Linked DNA regions of Pan troglodytes: region 1 is linked to region 2. A link is a contact called in public Hi-C data. All regions are on one chromosome and are shown on one strand. The core of a region is the stretch at or near the end of the contact, and the rest is flanking DNA. Distances in the headings are between cores, read along the strand shown. Region 1 holds the start of TNRC6C (trinucleotide repeat containing adaptor 6C). Region 2 has its middle 190 kb from the start of TNRC6C.

The links. A called contact is a pair of places that touch in the nucleus more often than the background predicts.
Region 1: a Hi-C map of stem cell-derived neural progenitor cells shows a contact between it and region 2, with 2.5 times the contacts expected there. The contact joins the promoter of TNRC6C here to the enhancer-like site in region 2. A contact is called at or near these places in 1 of 7 Hi-C or Micro-C datasets (stem cell-derived neural progenitor cells), 1 of 1 datasets of contacts at active chromatin or transcription factors (stem cell-derived excitatory neurons) and 1 of 1 other capture datasets (stem cell-derived neural stem cells).

The regions. Positions count from the first base shown.
Region 1 is chr19:90,967,999-90,973,546 of NHGRI_mPanTro3-v2.0_pri, reverse strand. TNRC6C (trinucleotide repeat containing adaptor 6C) reads right to left here and starts at 4,092. Exons shown (of 22, transcript XM_063799369.1): 1 at 3,884-4,092.
Region 2 is chr19:90,779,356-90,784,691 of NHGRI_mPanTro3-v2.0_pri, reverse strand. No RefSeq gene overlaps it. Among named protein-coding and RNA genes, the nearest start is that of TNRC6C, 190 kb to the left of the region's middle. Within about 2 kb of position 1,706, at least 4 of the 24 cell types and tissues checked have an H3K27ac peak or open chromatin away from gene starts, as enhancers often do. A contact at or near this core is called in stem cell-derived neural progenitor cells, where this site is marked.

The sequences.
Region 1 (5,548 bases), core at 2,843-5,342, 190 kb before region 2:
GAAAATTTATAAATGGACTCCACTGCATTAAAGTCTATTTAAAGAAAGCTTATTGTATATCATTTTATAAAGAATGCTCTCCTCGTGACCACACAATTATTTAAAAACTCATTTGTATAAATTTGGATAGCCGTAGACTGAGTAAAAGCAAGAAAACCTGTACAATCTACCCCCCACAAAATAGGAGCCACTTCTCACCTGACATTTTGCTGTCCCTACTCAAATCTATGACATCTTCAAACAAAATATTAAGATGTTATCTAAAGTAACTAAAATCCAGTCACCTTCACTGTGACCAGTTGTCATGCAAGAGAGACCAAAGACTGTGTCACCAACACTTCAAAATATTTCCTTACTTCTCACCTAAAATATTTGAAGACCCTCTGAGATAGAGCTGGAGAAAAGGTAAAAACTCATGTCTTAGAATTATGAGAAAGAAGCCAAAACAAGTTCAACGAAAGATAACAAAAACAAAACAAACATAAAGTTACCTGGTTCTTCCCAGCTTATATAGACCCTTTCACGCTCAGTCTGTTCAGGACTCCGCCTCCTGCTCCCTCAACCTATCCTTCTGCCAGCTCCAAGGACGTCTATAAATCTGTTCCTGTCTCCTCCTCTCCATTTCTTGTGCCTTCTCCACCAGCTTCAGTTGCTCTTGGTAATCTTTGCTTGCTCTATCCCCAAATCTTAATTGTCCCATGTGTTTTACTTTGGTATACAGGACAGCCTAGAGTTCACAGCCAAACGATTTTCTTTCTTATAAAATCTTAAGTATCACCTTTGCACAATAAACCCTGACTGAAAGATAAACAGTCATCCAAAGCATAAGCATGCAATCGAATGCTCCAATTCCTACTGGGGAAGGCCAAAAAGACCCCCAAATAGTCTTTTAAATGGTTTTTCAATCTTAAAAGGTTGTTGGTGAACTTCTACGATGCCAAAGATACTCTATATACTCAAAGCAAACAATTAACTTTCATCAGTAGTCTTTTTTTAAAAATGTCAAGTTAGCATCATTTTCCTGGGCCAAGCAAGACTAAGTTACAATCAAGACCTCATCCCCTTCAATTGGGGTTGGAGAGTTAATGTAAATACCTCATTCCCAGCCAGCACTGCAGGAACTGTGTCTTCCATTTCTTTCCAAACTGGAAACTCCCTTCATTAAGGAGAAAGGTTGTCCTACTCCAGCCCTGACCCTCCTCTGGCTTGGTTTTGGAAGTAAGCCAGATGACAGCATTTGGAAAAGCACAAATGTATCTCAGGAAAGCCAGCTGTTTAACAAAAAGGTGGCGGTAGCGGTGATGAAAAATACTGTATTTAGTTTCATATATCCTCTGTATGACTTAGTTATCTTTTAATCACTGAATGTCAAACGAAACAGTTCATTCCACTCTACCTTCACAATCAGCATTCTAAAGGCAACTATTTACTCCAAAGTTCCTAAGCCAACTAAATATAAATGTAAACCTGTTACGAAATAATATGTTAGTGTTAAGACATATGCTACTCGAAACCCACCCTCGCCCCCCGCAATAAACACGAAGGACGAAAATCTAAAATCAACACTTACATATACTCCAGGTTACTACCAGAATATTTAAATGGCAGAATCCGAAATGAAATTGTTAAGATTAAACCTTATGACAGTCTCAGTATCAACCGTATTTAATTTCATACCTTAAAAGTAAAACCGGCCGAGCGTGGTGGCTCACGCCTGTAATCCCAGCACTTTGGGAGGCCGAGACAGGCGGATCACCTGAGGTCAGGAGTTCGAGACCAGCCTGGCCAACATGGCAAAACCCCGTCTCTACTAAAAATACAAAAATTAGCCGGGCGTGGCGGCGGGCACCTGTAATCCCTGCTACTCGGGAGGGTGAGGCAAGAGAATCGCTTGAACCCGGGAGGCGGAGGTTGCAGTGAGCCGAGATCGTGCCATTGCACTCCAGCCTGGGCAACAAGAACGAAACTGTCTCAAAAAAAAAAAAAAAAAAAGTAAAACCGAGGTAAGGTCGGCAAGGTCTTTGTTTTGGACAAGAAGCACAGAAGAGTTACAAACGAGCTTTTAAAATCAGATCCTTATAATAAAAACGAGTGTGTGTGTGTGTTTACTATTACCATTTTCTGAGCTATCAATTTCTCACGGCCTGACTATGCCTATGGTCAGGTCATGAGAAATCTGTATGAAAAACAGCTTCCAAGAATGTCTATTCTTATGAAAATAAATATTAAAAACTTTCTGTAGAAAAAAACTTTCAGTATAGGTAAATAAAGTTACAACTGTTCACATCATTACTTTGTTCTATTAATACACACAAAATTAATTCCGACAACTGAACTAGTCATTTTAAAAACCCTGTTTTGCATTATTTTCCCCAACAAAGCATCCTAGGGGTGCTACAGTGAAACATGTTCAAAGACCATTGCCACCTCTGTGGTTCTGGAACAATGTAAATTTCTTCAAGGTGCCCTCTACTAACCAAGTTCATCTGACCTGGGGCTAAGTTGTATCATTTATTCTTTCACACAGTACTGAAGGATCTGGAATCTATGAATATCATTGCCAACACCCCCTACACATTTCAAACCAGCTACCACTGTCCTCTGAAATCACTCAAACCAGGTTTCCAGGGTCTCAACTCATTCGCATAGTTATTCAATTCCAACTGCAGGAAATCACTTGCATAAAGTAAGCCTTATGCAGGCTCAAATTACATTCAGGGACGTACGAGGCTCTCACAGCGATCACCATAAATTGGCTACCTTGTACTGGCCGAAGTACGTCAACGTGAACACCAGACACTCGAGAAAAACCGAACCTCGGCTACACAATGGATTAACCCAGTCAGAAGGCTCCAACTTGCAACTCCTTAAAGACGCTGAAGTTGGACATCTACAGAGCACCATTTTGAGTTTAGAATCCGCAGTTCACGCCTAGAAATAACCGAGCGGACCACTCAAATGGAGGTTTCATTTGGCGGAGGCAAAGGTTTGAAGACAACTCCACTAATTACGTGCAGAATCACCAATACCGTCAAATGCCTTCGAATGCAATAGGTGCAGCCACGATCTAGCGGCTCCTCCTCCCCTACCTCCCGGCACAACATCCAAGCAGCAAGCCTTCATTTTTGCTAAGATCCCCAAAGCTCCGTGTAACATGCATGCCAGTTATTTCTTCCCCAGGTTAACAAGCAGGGAACCCCCACATCCACATCTGCACATTTTCATAGCTACGAATCAATTAATTAAATCTCGTCCTCAAGGTAAAGGTGCAAAGGAGGCACCGCTTAAAGCAGAGGTGGCAACCAGGCTCTCGGGTTACGTTATCTGATAACAGGACAGATGTTGTACGGCTCGTTTTCCTCATACGCATTACTCCGCAGTCCGCGGCACCGTTAGAAAATCCACCTGATTTCAGAGCCGCAGAGCGCCCAGGGGTCCTTCTCCGCCCACCCGCAGCACGCCCCGGGTTTTTCTCTTCCCCCAAACAACGGCACCGGGCTCCTGCACCAAAACACGGCGGGTTCGCGCCTGCCATCACCAATGCAAAATCTGCGGGGGGCTGCCCGGAGAGAACCGAATTTCACCGCTGCATGAGTTTTAAAAGGGAGGGGGCACATCCATCTTCAGCCCTCCATTCCACTCCCGTTTGATTGTGATGCACACCGGGCGTCTGCACAGCCCTGTCTCACACTAGCACACACGCGCCCCGGCCCCGGCCGCTTCCCGCCGCTCCCCTCAAACCCGGCCGGCCCGGGGCCCGGCGCCGCACGCGGGTCGCTAGGGGCCAGCGCCCGCCCCGGCTCGGCTCGGCCGAACAAAGGGCCCGCGAACCTCCCGGCAAAGTTGCGGCTGCGGCGAGGAGCGGGCGGACGGCCGCGCTCACCTGGGCTCCGTCCCCGGCGGCGGCGGCGGCTCCGCGGGGCTCCGGTGGCGCGGGCCTGGCGGCGGCGGCGACACCAACAACCGCCCAAGGGCCTCGGGAGTGCGCGGGCGGCGGGGGCCCGCTCAGCGCCGGCGCCACGGACTCAGGTCCCGGCGCGGGCGGCGGCGGCGGCTGCGGCGGCGGCGCGGGCGGGTGGGCGGCGGCGCGTCCCGGCAGGTCCAGGTCCGGCCCCGGCAACGCCGCGACGCGTCGTCCTCCTCACGCCCGGCGGGATGCGGCTCCGGCGCGGCCCGGGTCCTAGGAGGCGGCGGCGGCGGCGGCGGCGTCAGTGGCAGCTGCGGACGGCTGGGCGCGGGGCCGCTCCGCTCCCTCTGCCTCCGGCTCGGGCGGGCCCGCGGCGACTGCGACGGTGACGGCGGCGGGAGCGCGGCGGGCGCTGCGACTGCCCTGTCAGGGGGCGGCCCGGGCGGCGCTCAAGACTGCGCGGCGGCGGGGTCGGCGGCGGCGGCTGCGGCTCCCGGGGCCGTCGCGCTGAGGTGCGGAGCTGCCACCGCGGCCATCTTGTTGCTCTAACTGACAAGAACCCCCCTCCCCCCGCTTCAGCCAGACGGGGCGCTCGCGCCCCCTTCCCCGCCCCGCGTTGGCCTCCAACAGGAAGTCGTCCCGGCCCCTGGCACGTGACTCCCACCGCATCTGCATACCGAAGGGCGAACTGGCCAATCGGCACTCTGCACCTGAGCTCCTCCCCCGCGCGCCCCTCCCAGGCCCATTGGCTCCTCGGCCAGGCCACGCCTCCTCCTTTCCCCTTAATACCCGCCCGCGCTGTGGTTCCCTGCACCGCGCGGGGAGCGCGCCGGGGTGCGAGCGGTGCGCGCTCCGAGTGGCCGGGACGCGCGCCAGTCCTGGGAGCTTGCGCTCCTCGGGGGGGGTTACGTGGAGACTTGCGTGGTGTCCTTTACCGCCGCCGCCTGCCCTCCGGTCCCTGGGCGCTGTGGCTCCGCGTTAGGGTGCTGGCGGGAGGGGTGCCGACCCGGTTCTGCGCGTCCGATGGGTTCTCCGGGCCAGCGCCCCGCGGCGCCCGGGCTTTATGCTGTAATTGCGCCCGGCGGCGCCCGGCGCCCGCACCGGCGCGCGTCCTGCCCGTGCCGTGCACACGCCCTGCACCGCCCCACTTTGCACACGCACACGAGTCCTTGGGGCCCTGGAGCATCGTGCTCGCCTCGCGCCTCCCGGCCCGCCCTTGCGCTCAGTCGCTCCCCAGGGAGCGCCCAGCTGCGAGCAAAACAAGCCTCGCTGCGAAACAGTCCCCCCGGGGAGACAGCCCTTTCCCCGGAGCACAGACACCACACCTTCACCGCGCAAGCCTTCGGTCCGGGCCGAACCCGGGCGCTCCGGCGCCTACGCACCCCACGATTCCTCCCCGGTGCTCCGTACGCCGCCGTGATCCTCCATTCCACGGCTCCTCGATATCCATTATTCATTAGTGGTAGGTAAGGTCAGGCGCAATGTGCAATTCGAAAAGTCCCTTTTTAACTTTCGGTTCAAGCCAGGAGAAGATTTTGAAACCAAGAATTTTCTCCATTTTCATGCAAGGTCGCAGAAGCAGGCTAGCTTTTCCCCCATCGTTCAGTGGAGGATCAGCAGTGCTACTTGGAAGTTGGTATT
Region 2 (5,336 bases), core at 457-2,956:
TTGTCAAGCCAGAATGCAACGGGGCCCGTCAGAAGCAGAGGACGCCCAACAGCTGGTGTCTCGGGAGAAAGGTGGCAGGGCCCCAAACAGGATTTGTGTATCGGGATATTGGGGGCTGTGTCTGCCACCCTGGGGGTTATTATGCCCAACCTCAGTGGATTGAACTCACTGTGTGCAAGGCCCTTGATGTATGGTGTCCTGTTCAGTCCCACGACAGCTCTGTGAGGTTGTGCAGTTGACTCCTGGACAATGTGGGGATTAGAGTGCTGACCCCACACAGCCGAAAATCTGGGTATAACTTTTGACTCCTCAAAATGTAAGTGCTAAGAGCCTCCTTTTGACCAGAAGCCTTACTGATAGCACCAAGAGCTAATACACATATTTTGGATGTTATATGTATGATATGCTGTAATCTTACAATCAAATAAGCTACAGAAAAGAAAATGGTATTAAGAAAATCATAAGGAGGCTGGGCGCGGTGGCTCACACCTGTAATGCCAGCACTTTGGGAGGCTGGGGGTGGGGGATCACCTGAGGTCAGGAGTTCAAGACCAGCCTGGGCAACATGGTGAAACCCCATCTCTACTAACAATACAAAAATTAGCTGGGCATGGTGGTGGCGGGCACCTGTAATCCCAGCTATCTGGGAGACTGAGGCAGGAGAATCACTTGAACCTGGGAGGCGGAGGTTGCAGTCAGCCAAGATCACGCCACTGTACTCCAGCCTGGGTGATAGAGTGAGACTCCATCACAAAAAAAAGAAAAAAGAAAAAAGAAAAGAAAAGAAAATCATAAGGAAGAGAAAGTCTAGTATTCATTAAGTGGAAGTGGATCATCATAAAGGTCTTCATCCTCCTTGTCTTCACATTGAGGAGACCGAGGAGGAGAAGGAGGAGGAAGAGGAGGAGGAGGAGGAGGAGGAGTTGGTCTTGCTGTCTCAGGGGTGACAGAGGCAGAAAATCCCAGCATAAGGGAACTCTTGCAATTCAAACTCTAATTGTTCGACTCAACTGCATAATCACTGCTGCTTTATCAGATCTGGAAACTGAAGGTCTGCAAGGGAGGGTGGACCCGCCCAAGATCACTCAGCACATCAGTGGCCCAGAGGCAGTCTTTGAGGTCTGTGCACCTGACTCCAGAATCTGACACCCAAACTGTGAGGCCAGAGGTGCCATTCACCCAGGTGAGGGGTGGAGGCTGGGTGAATCTCAGCCAGAAGAGGGCCTGAAGGGCAAGGCTCTAGCGAGGAGAAGCGCAGAGCTGGCCTTTGCTGGAGAGGGGTTGGGGAGAGTGGAGACTGGGAACCCGTAGCTGGGACTGGCTGGGGACAGCCCAGACTCTGGGTTGGGCAGGGGGATCAGGGCATCCTGGTGGGAAGAGGAAAAGGGAAGTGAGGTGGGCAGGGTGGTCCCTGGAGATGCAGCAAAATCCGATGTGGCCCCAGGTGGCAGGGCCCAGCCAGAAGGCTGCCTTCCAGGACGAGAGGTCTGAAGCAGTGGGCAGGACTCCAGTCTCCCACCCTACACGAGGCAGGGGGTGAGGATAGACACAGGGAGAGACAGGAGGAGATTCCGTGGGTGGAAGGAGACTGAGTCACATGGGATAAGGGGAGAGGGATCTGAGATTCCAGCAGGCTCACACACAGCGGCTGAACAAGCCCTGCAAACGCGGGCTAGGAGGGGCCGGGCTGCTGTGGGCGGGTTGAGGGCAGACAGCGGCCTCATCTGGAGGGCCTGGGAACAGGCAGATGGGGGCAGGAAGGGGAATGCCTTCGGTCGCCTGGTAGAACAAAGCCCTGGGGGACCTTGGACAGGCCTGGGATGGGCAGGTGGCTTGCAACCCAGGGCATAACGTTCTCCAGGAACTCAGCAGTCTGGGATCAGAGTTAGGTCCAGGGACAGGAAAGGAACCAGCATGTGCTGGGTGGCTCCTAGCACCCGCACATTTTATACACATGACCTTATTTGAAACTACATGACATGTGACATTTCATTGCCACAGCAGCCTTGGAAGGCAGAGCTCATTATTCGCTTTCCTTGAGGTAGGACCTGGAGGCTCAGAGAGGTTATGTGACTTGCCTGAGGTCACACAGGAGCCAGGACTGGAGCAGGAGCCTGTCTGCCCTCCCTTTGCCCTTGAGGCCCTGAGGCTGGGTTGGGATTCGCCTGTAATGAGCCTGTGAGCCTGCGAGGAGAATGATGTTTGCAGGGAGGGAAGACCCTGAATCCTGGGGATTGGGGCATGTTGGGTGGGGCTGCCCAGGTTGGAGCTCCCCTGGAAGATGCCCGTCCCACCCCATTCTCGCTCCTAGACCCATTCCATTCTGGGGTTGTCTTGTGCCCAAGACCTCACTGCAAGGAAGAGGCAGAGGTGGGACCAGGACCCACATCGCCAGACCCCAGGGTCACCTTGGGGTTACCTGCGCCAGCCCTCAGGCATCCTGAGTGAGAGACCACGTGCAAAGAAGAAGGAGCCTCAGATATGAGGGCCAGCACTTGGGGTGGGTCCAGGGAGGCGCAGGCTGCGTTCTGCCGTGTCAGCCCTGTCAGCCCCAAGGCCGAGGCCATCTGTCTCCCCAGGCCCCTGAGAGGGCCCCTGAGAGGGTGCCCGGTCCTGTCCCCAGCTCAGCAGACATCTCTATCTCCCTGTGCCCTGTTAGGGTCCCCTTTAGCCTCAGGAGAAACTCCTGACCCCTTGACCTTGGCTTGCCCTGGAGTCCAGCCGTCTTTCTCCATCTCTTGACTCCATTTGAGGCCCCCTACAAGCACCTGGCATGTGCCAGGCTCTGTGCCGAGAGAAGCCCTCGCAACAGACCTGGGAGTCTGGGACCCTGTTTTGCAATGAGGAACCCCAGGCTGGGGAGATCGGGGAACCTTCTGTCGGTCATACAGCTGCTAAGGGGTGCAGCCGGGGCTCAGCTCGCATCTCACCAGGGCATCAGTCCACCTTCACTCGTCCCAGCCAGAACCGACTTGCACTCAGTGCCTCCACAGGGAACGTGATGGAGGTTTGGGTCCCGCTGTGGCGGGCCGGGCTCCCTTCCTGACATCGGAGGCATCAGATGCCGGGAGCCTCCACACGGGGGAAGACCCCAGCCTCTGCCTTGCTCAGGGCTCACTCTGTCTTAAGTGGCTACAAGAGATACCATTTCCCGCCATGGAATCTAGCTCCATCCAACTGTCCCTGCAAACAGCCCAGCAACTCAGCCCCTCCACACACAGAGGGAAATCACCAGGGAAGGCAGTGAGCAGGGATTTCTTTCTTTTTTTTTTTTCCCATCCTGGGGTTAAACATCCCAGTTTGAGGTAAAACAAATTCCTTGCTGAAGCTCATCACCTCCAGCTGGGCCTTGGGAAGGCCCATTTCATCTGATCATTTAGCACTGAGTCATGCTGACGAGGTGCCTGGGCTGAGCCGTCCCACGCTTGCTGAAGGCTGGTCTCAGAGGACGGAGCCTGGCAGGCTGGGGCAGGCTCTAGAGGGTCGGCTGCAGCCGGGGGTGGGCTGGGGGAAGCCCTCCCTCCCTGCGTCATCAGATGACGCAGTGGGGGTGCTGTCCTCAGTCCTTCGGGGTCTGCGTCAGAGGTGAGAAGAAATTCTCCCTGGGCCTCTGCCTGGGGCCCACAGTGAGTAGGCGAGGTGAGAATCAGACCAGGAGAGGCCACCATGGGCTTGAGAATCCTGGGGCTGGGAAGACTGCTGCCCTGACCTCAGACAGGAGGAGGCGTCCAGCCCTCCCTCGGAGAAGTGGGCGCCCAGGGATCCACTCATCCAGGTTCACGGTGATCCTGCCAACCTGGGCATCATCCAACCCAACGCACCCAGCAGGCCCATTGCCCCCAGCGCCGCATCCAGCACCCCCGCTGCAGTCTCCACCTGCATCACCAAGTCAGCTGTCAGTCAGGGACTGCTTGGCTCTAGGGATTCCTCAGTTCCAGAACATGGGGAAAGGAAAGGAGAAGAGGAGAAGGGACAGAGGGAGGGAGGTAAGGATGAGAGAGAAGACGGGAGAGAGAGAAAGAGAGGGAGTGTGAAAGAGGAAGACAGGAAGACAGGGGAGGGAGAGAGAGAGAGGGGGCACACGTTTCCTGCATGGGCGACATGACCTCTTACTAGGGTGTTATAATTTGAAGAGACTGGAAAGACTCCACCTTAATAGGTCCCTGCCACAGAGATTCAGCCTGCCCGAAATTGCCAATTCTTTATTCCTTTGGGCAAGGCCACCGAGACCCAGCTTAAAATGTAAGCGTGAGATCTAAGAAGGGCGTTTGTTCACTAGCACCCGTTAATTCGGCAGCCCTGGTCACTCGGCTGAGGCTCAGAAGGGCTGGGGCGCTCTCAGGGAAGCTGTGGCAGGAGGCAGGCTGGCGTTAGTCGTGGAACCTGTTTTGGTGACACCTATTGACCTAACGGCTGCTGTCTTCCCGGGAATGCGTCCGGGAAACACTGGCCCAGTAAGTGGTCAAGACTTCATGAACCGCAGCTGTCACTGCCTCAGAGCACCCTATGGAGAAGCAGTGGGTGAGAAAGAGTCCAGTGCACCCTATGGAGAAGCAGTGAGTGAGAAAGAGTCCAGCGCACCCCTCTCTGTGTTTTGTTTTTCTGGAGATCCCTTCCCATCCGCTGCTGTGGGTTTGCAGGTCTCAGTCCTCCTGTCCTCCAAGTCTCAGGCCATGCTCCCAGCTCCGCAAAGATCCCCTGATTTCCTCCCTGTCCTTGCTGAAGATCAACTCTTCAGCCACCGAGCAGATGCCCACAGCTGTGGTGTGTGCCTCCCCTCCCCGGGCCCACGGTATAGACAGGTCCCGTCCACTTCTAGTTACTCCCAAGCTGGCCTTCCCACCGCACACCGCTGGCATCTGTACCACTGGGTCCCTGTTGCATGAGCTCATAGTATGCGCCAGGCATCCTGCCAAGCACTTCAAGGCACCTGCTCGTTTAATTCTCACGACAGCCTTCTGAAGGGGATGTGCTATCACCCCGTTTTACAGATGAGGAAACAGCTTCCACCATTCTTCTGTGAAGACACCAGCTTTGGGATCTTCCCTTAGGAATGGCTCCCTGTGCCATGGACCCACTCCCATCTGAGCTGTGACCTTGGCCAGCACCCCCAGCCCTGCTGCCCCTGGCTGGGGCCAGCCTGGACTTGGGTGGGCATGTCTGGGGCTCCCAGGTGGCTTTGTCCCTGCAGGTGGCCTCTGGCCAGCCCTCTGGCCCTTTCACTTGCAGGCAAAGGTTTTTGCTGTTTGCTTCTTGTTCCTCTGGTGAAGGACCCTGCTTTTCCTTCCAAGTTTTCTATTTCTTCTGCTTGTGGCTCAGCAGAAAAGAGAATAAAA